Regions from separate parts of the Macaca mulatta genome. Here region 2 is linked to region 1. A link is a contact called in public Hi-C data. All regions are on one chromosome and are shown on one strand. Each heading gives the region's core, a stretch centred on a gene start, on an enhancer-like site or on the middle of the called end of the contact. The rest is flanking DNA. Distances are from core to core; before and after follow the strand shown.

Region 1 (3,663 bases), core at 832-3,331:
TTTAGATATAAAACTATATTCTGTTACAATTATCTACAGTATTCAGTATAGTAACATGTTGTACAGGTTTGTAGCCTAGGAGCAATAGACCATACCATATAACCTAGATGTATAATAGACTATACCATCCAGGTTTGCATATGATGTTTGCACAACAATGAAATCGCCTAAACATACATGTCTGAGAATGTATCTCTGTTGTTAAGCAACCCCATGACTGTGTGTATATACATATACATATGTGTGGCACGCACACACACACGATTGGTTCTGTTTCTCTGGAGAACTGACTGATATAGATAGCGACTTCAAAAGATGTTTAATAAGTTGCCTTTTCTCCTTCCCCTACCATGCTTCATTGCAACAACTAGTTACATTGTCTAGGCCCAAGAAACTCTTCACCGCCCCCACTCCATTCCTCCAGTATCTTTAAATGACACTATGCTGGCATCCGACATCCTTTTTCTTCCAGGATGAACTAACCCTTTCTAAAGCGCCCTTTGTCTGTAGGACACAAAATCTAATGCCCTCCTACAGAGGCAGAGGCCTGGTGAAGGTGGTGGGAGGAGGGGAATGCTGGGGGCATGGCATAGGTGCACAGGAAGACACATAGAAGGATCTGGTTCCCATGGAGCTGACATTCTACACAACAAAAAAGTAAACAAAGGAAAAAATCACGGTGGTATGAGGGTGCCTGGAAAGGGAAGCATTTCTGAGGATGGGCTACTTCAGAAGAGACCTGAAGGAAAAAGAGCTAGATTTGTGAAGAGGGAGAAAGAGCAGTCATACTAGACAGACAGGTGGCATGTGGCCCCAGCACAAAGCACGGTGTTGGGTAAATTCTAAGTGAACTCTACCTACCGGTGAGGTGCATTTGTAAATATCTAGATAGATATTTAGAGTGGCCACGTAAGAGTGATCACTAAATCTCACTTTATCCAAACGGCCCCGTTTTGTCTTGGGTTTGGACAGAGGTCCGGCAGCAAAGTCAAGCGATGGGGCGGGGGATGGGGAAAGAGAAGTCTGCCGCTCCTCTAGGCTACCGCACCGCCTTTAGTGGGTGGCTCCGCCAGTGCAGGCCTCACTTTCCTCCCCTGTAAGGTTGGGGGGCTTGACTTCTGATCTGTAAGGCCCTGTCGGCTCACGCTGTGGTTCCACTTCTTCAACTAGGCCACTAGGCCCAAGCGCATGAACAGGAAGCCACTGAGAAGCTGGCCACATTTCCAGGTTCCGGGAGCTGGGCCTAGTCCCGTATCCTCTGGCACACACCCAGCCACTCAGGCCGCGGGTTTAGGACAGATCCAAGCAGACCGCAGACTCCGGGTCGGGGCACCGGGTCAGCGCGCCGGCCTGAAGGCGGCGTCCTGGGCTCGACTTCCCGCGCGCGGAGAGCCTGCGAGCCCGCGTCGGAGTTCCTGGCCGAGAGCCGAGCCTCGCTTAGACCGCGCTCAGGACCCGGCTCCTCCGCATTCTCGGGCTACCCCTGTGTCCTCGACTCACCCCTCCTTTCTGCCGCTCCTTCCTTTCCTTGCCCTGCTTTTACTGTTCCCAGACAGGACCGCTTTTCCTGTGCCCCGGCTGGAAAGGAAGAAGGGAGACAGACAGTCCAGAAAGGATCGGCGATGTGGAAGAAAAGGGGAGGAGGGGACACGGAGGGGGAGACAGGAGCGAGAGCTTACGCCTAGGAGTCAGGCGGCGGGATCAAGGGGTGTCGGGGTGTCTGGGCGCCTGAAAGAGCGTGGAGGCGGCTGCAGTCAACGGTGGCCAAGACAACCATTCTACGCGAGGACGCGGCGACAGGAGGAGAGCGGCCCGCAGGGGAGGAGAGCGCGGGGGGAAGAGGAAAGAGGAAGAAGCGCTCTGATGCTCTGCGCCTGTCATGAAGGTTAAAACCGAAAATAAAAATGGGCTAGACACAAAGGACTCCGTTCTTGTCCCAGTCCGGCGCCCTCGGCGACGGAGCAGCTGGGAGGGGAAGGGGCGCCCGGACCCAGTTGGGACCCCCGGGTGCGACTCCACCTACCTAGTCCGGCGCCAGGCCGGGCCCGCAGCTCCCGCAGCGCCAGCGCCACGCCGTGTCCAGATGTCGCGTCGGAGGCGTGCAGCGGTTTCGTTTAATTTCGCTTGTTTTCCCAATCTAGAAGAGGAGCGGAGCGGCTTTTAGTTCAAAACTGACATTCAGCCTCCTGATTGGCGGAGAGAGCAATGAGATGACCTCGCTTTCCTTTCTTCCTTTTGCTTTTTTAAACAATCTAGTTCGAAGAATGTAAGACTTTCGACGAGGGGAGCTAGGAATAAAGCAAGGGGAATAGGGGAGCGGGGACGCGAGCAGCACCAGAACCCGCGGGAGCGCGGCTGTTCCTGGTAGGGCCGTGTCAGGTGACGGATGTAGCTAGGGGGCGAGCTGCCTGGAGTTGCGTTCCAGGCGTCCGGCCCCTGGGCCGTCACCGCGGGGCGCCCGCGCTGAGGGTGGGAAGATGGTGGTGGGGGTGGGGGCGCACACAGGGCGGGAAAGTGGCGGTAGGCGGGAGGGAGAGGAACGCGGGCCCCGAGCCGCCCGCGCGCGCGCCTCTCTACCGGCGCCTCCTGCAGCCCTTCCCGCGTGCGCAGGGCTCAGAGCCGTTCCGAGATCTTGGAGGTCCGGGTGGAAGTGGGGGCGGGGGTGGGGGTGGGGGTGGAGGTGGGGGGCGGGCGCGCTCAGGGAAGGCGGGTGCGCGCCTGCAGGGCGGAGATGGGCAGGGGGCGGCGCGTGGGTCCCAGTCTGCAGTTAGGGGGGCAGGAGCGGCGCTGCTCACCTCTGGTGCCAAAGGGCGGCGCAGCGGCTGCCGAGCTCGGCAGTGGAGGCGGCGAGAACATGGTGCGCAGGTTCTTGGTGACCCTCCGGATTCGGCGCGCGTGCGGCCCGCCGCGAGTGAGGGTTTTCGTGGTTCACATCCCGCGGCTCGCGGGGGAGTGGGCAGCGCCAGGGGCGCCCGCCGCTGTGGCCCTCGTGCTGATGCTACTGAGGAGCCAGCGTCTAGGGCAGCAGCCGCATCCTAGAAGACCAGGTAGGAAAGGCCCTCGCAAAGTCCGGGGCGCATTCGACACTTGTTTTGTTTGGTGTGATTTCGTAAACAGATAATTCGTCTCTAGCCTAGGCTAGGAGGAGGAGATAACCGGCGGTGGAGGCTTCTCCATTCGGGTTACAACGACTTAGACATGTGGTTCTCGCAGTACCACTGAACCTGGACCTCCCTTCACACAGCACCCTCAATCGTGTGAAACTGAGGCGAACAGAGCTTCTAAACCCACCTCAGAAGTCAGTGACTCCCGAATATCCTGGGTAGGAATGACTAAGACACACACACACACACACACACACACACACACACACACACACACAGTAGGAAAGGTGTATTTCAAGCACACTTTCTTTCTCCTTGGGGGGAATTATTGCTAACCATCGAAGTTTTCTGGAGGCGGCCTTTTTTCTCCCCAACCTGCCGGCGGGGTCACCTTCTCCCACCTTCCAGGAGAGTGGAGGACCCGAGAGAGAAGGACCACGCAGGCAGTGACTTCCTGAAATGCTAACAAGGATCGTAGGATCAGTTACTGCTGCGAGGAGCCAGCACTTGCTTCTGGGGGGAGTTTTGCAGCCAACAGGAAAATGGGCTTTCTTTGTGA
Region 2 (3,663 bases), core at 821-3,320, 170 kb after region 1:
CCTTAGCTGACCTTTCTGCGTCTCAACTTTACACCTGCAAAAGGGATTTGTGTGGTTATACGGATGGTCTTGAAGGAACATTTTCCAGTCCCATTATTCAATAATTTGGCAATAGGATGTAGTTTTTTTTAACCTATTTTGCTCTGGACACTGGCACCTCACATTTTCTATACAGAATGTTGCCTTAGAAGTCTGGGGAATATGGTGCTGGCATCATGGAATCTCAACAGCAAAGCTGTCATCTGTTCTAAACTGAAGGAGAAATCAGCAGGCAGTCCTGGCACCATATGTATCTCTTAATTTTATATCCAGAAGCTTGCCAAGATCAAAAATACACATTATTCAATATTTACATCAGGTCTCTGAGAATCACACTGCCCATTCTGCACTTAAATGCACTGCATTAATTTGAAGGGAAACCGTGTGGCAGGGAGAATGCTAATCAGATTGAAGTAAGACTGTTTCAAACACCATCTCTCTATTTTTAATGGCATTCGAAGTGTATTCCTGCAAGGGTAAGGTGAAATGTTGTGGCCTAATGATACCTAACACAATAACTTAATAATTGTTGGGGAAAAGGTCATTCAAAATTAATCTCAGTTCCCCCACTTATAAGCACTACCACTTAATAAGCTTCAACCATGTGCAACATAGACAATTTAATTCTAGCTCTCCCAGCAAATTCGGCAGTAAAATTCTCAGTTTATAGATGAGCACCCAAGAGTAGTCACATACTTCACAAGAGTTTCATGAAAACCATTTCTGCCTTGTTTCCACCAAACCATGAAGGCAGGGGCGAGGCCTTTTATAAATAGTTGCTGGATGCAAGATTCTTCTCAAAATGACAAAATAAGTTTCATATGTAAGTCTGGATGCAACACCCTTCACCATTCCTCTCATTCTAAGTGGCTCATTTAAACCTGCAAGGGCTTAATAAACTAATCTGGCTGATTACACAGTGACCGCAGAGATTCGCCTTCTCCCGGGAAAACTGCAGTCGAGTGTAGGGTATCGAGATGCTCTGGAGAAGATCGCAGACCTTCCTATCCCATAGGTCAAACATTTCTAAAAATCAAACAAGTTAACTGCGTTCTTAGCCAGTAATAAACTCCCTAGAAGAGGTCTTAAGTTTTAGCATCAATTTTTCTTTATGTGCTGTAATTCTCTCTCGGAATACTAACCAGGAGAGAAGTATTTAAAACCCCAGGGAAGCCAGCTGCTACTCTCAGAACTTGTGCCCTCTCCAGCACAAAGCTTCCCACCGCACAATGATTCCTTGTATCGAGACCTCTCAGGGCCTAGGGCACAAGGAAATTGAACTCTAACTTGCAAGGCTGCAAAACAAAGCAGTTTGAAGCCAGACGCCTCCAAACGGTGCAGCCCTAAAAAGGGACGCCTGTACTTTTCGAAGAAAGTCTCAGAACCCCTACAGCATTGCGCTGCTGGGGAAAACTTCAGCACGGAGGCCTACGTTCGGAGGAAGAAGCCGGAAGCATGCAAAAGAGCAAGTAAGCAGTTCTCCCACGTGGGCCACAGGCAGCAAGCAGAGTCAGAGAGCGGAAGCTGGAGTCCCGCAAGGCACTAGGAGATGGTCACAGAAGCTGCAGGCGCCCGGACACCTGCTGGCTCTAGCCGGGTGTCTTTCTCGGGAGAACAGTGGTGCTCAGGAATGGTGGCGGCCTGGGCGCAGCCTCTCCCATCCACGACACCTCTCTCTAAAGGGGTGCCTACGCCCTACGGGCAGCGGGTGCAGATGAGCCAAAAGGTGGTGTGTGTGTGTGTGTGTGTGTGTGTATGTGTGTGTGTATCGGGGAGGGGATCATTCGCAAGCGTACCCTCTCCTCGAGCGGCAAGTGAGTCCCGAGTGCCCAGCCCCGGTCCCTCCCCGCCGCGGCAGGGGCGCGCGGGCCGGGCGTATGGCCCCGGGAGGCGCGGTACGCCGGGGCGGGGGCGAGAAGGCACTCGGCAGGGCGAACCGCTGCGGCTGGGAGGGCTCATCTCACCTTCACGGCGGTGGTGGTGGTGCCAGAGGCCATATCTGCACGGGAAAGGAAGCTGCAGTGGGCGAGCGCTCGGGACTAAGAGAACCAAAGGGACCGAAGAGCTGCAACCGTGCCAACCCCACAGAGCGGGACTGAGCAGTGCGGAGACCCGGGGCGGGCCTTGACTCCTCCTCTTCCTCCCCGGGACAGCTGGATTGGCTGCTTGTGTGGGATCTCCCCCGCCACCCCTTCCCCAAATCGAAGTTCCCGCGTTCCGCCCCTTTTGCAGACCTTTCCGGTTCTCCGGGTTTTTGTCGGGTTTTTTTTTTTTTTTTTTAAATCCCCAGTTGTAACTAACGGATAATGATAATAATGGAGACAATTTATCGAGCGCTGTATTGTTCCAGACTGCGTGTTTTGGACTTTAATTGGCTTACTTAACATTCACAAAAACCCTGTAAGGAACAGCAGCACTCCCTGCTTGGCCCGATATTCGTGGCGTCAGAGGCCTCAGCATTCTGGCCCGGCGGCGTTCCACAAGTTCTCGCGCAAGGGAAAATCCTCACCAAGGACGGAACTGGCCGGCCAGAGATTCTCTCAGGCAGTTAACGCGGGGCGGCTGCCGTGGCGGGGGCGTGGTTTGCACTTCCTACGGCTGCGAACCCACGGGGGGTTTGCGTATTTGCCTTGATTCCTGGAGGACACAGCTGGGATGGACTTGACCCAAGACTCAGGGATGACGAAAGGGAAATAAACAGAGTAACGTACTACTGGATAATCTTTCTGATTTACGAACTATGATTTACTTATCTTCAATGTGAGGAGCGGCTTTAAGGCGTTTGAGACCGTGCGCAACTCCCAGTCTGCTCTACCCGACTGGGGGCATCTTTAACCCTTTCTACGCCGGAGCGCTATCCAGTACACCTGGATTCAGAATCCAGACTAAGGTCTCCATCATTCAACACTAGCAGGACACACACACACACACACACACACACACACACCCCACCACCACCAGCCCTTTACAGGGAGAATCCCTCATGCTCAAAGCCCCCATCCCTTCCCTACTGGGATAATCCAATTTAACCTTCCTTGATGGATTAAGCGTTCTGCAACAAAACAATGGTTGACAAGGATCTTCAGGGTGGACTCTGAGATGTAGAAATGCTGCAAATTAGCCTGGAGGTGGGAGGCAGGCCGAGAAAGGGGATGCTTTCCTCTTACAGTAGCAAAACACGGAAACGAAACACAAGTACAATTTAATTCAAAATACCACTGTGTGATGTTAGCCTCATAGAACCTGTTTACTTAAACAGTATAGACTTTCGTCCTCTTATTACTATATGCTTTAGGTCTAAATTTTCTCACAATGTAAAGTTTTCTTTATTCTGTTACAATAATCTATTTCTTTTAAGTTATAAAATGCAATGGTAAAAGAGGAATGAAAGTAGAATTCGGATGCTCCTTTGAGAAACAGGAGACAGGGAGTCCTTCGTGGATGAAGACAATGTAGCTTTCTAGGGGCCTTTCTGCTGATTGCTCTATTGAGGGGCAGGAAGCCCACCACTCAGAAGTGAACCATTGAGGACACAAGGATGCCCTGGACTTTATGGCTGCTACCTAAGTAGGGGGTTCTAGCCAACTTAAGTGACTTGATATGATTAGCAAGTCCAGTTTCTAC

The links. A called contact is a pair of places that touch in the nucleus more often than the background predicts.
Region 2: a Hi-C map of blood shows a contact between it and region 1, with 6 times the contacts expected there. The contact joins the promoter of MTAP here to the promoter of CDKN2A in region 1. A contact is called at or near these places in 2 of 14 Hi-C or Micro-C datasets (CD4 T cells and blood).

What each region holds. Positions count from the first base shown.
Region 1 is chr15:77,219,628-77,223,290 of T2T-MMU8v2.0, forward strand. CDKN2A (cyclin dependent kinase inhibitor 2A) reads left to right here and starts at 2,082. Exons shown (of 3, transcript XM_077966006.1): 1 at 2,082-2,266.
Region 2 is chr15:77,387,153-77,390,815 of T2T-MMU8v2.0, forward strand. MTAP (methylthioadenosine phosphorylase) reads right to left here and starts at 2,071. Exons shown (of 8, transcript NM_001261737.1): 1 at 2,004-2,071. The coding sequence starts at 2,036. It overlaps LOC106993734 (a long non-coding RNA gene), which reads left to right and starts at 2,156. Exons shown (of 4, transcript XR_003723249.2): 1 at 2,156-3,663.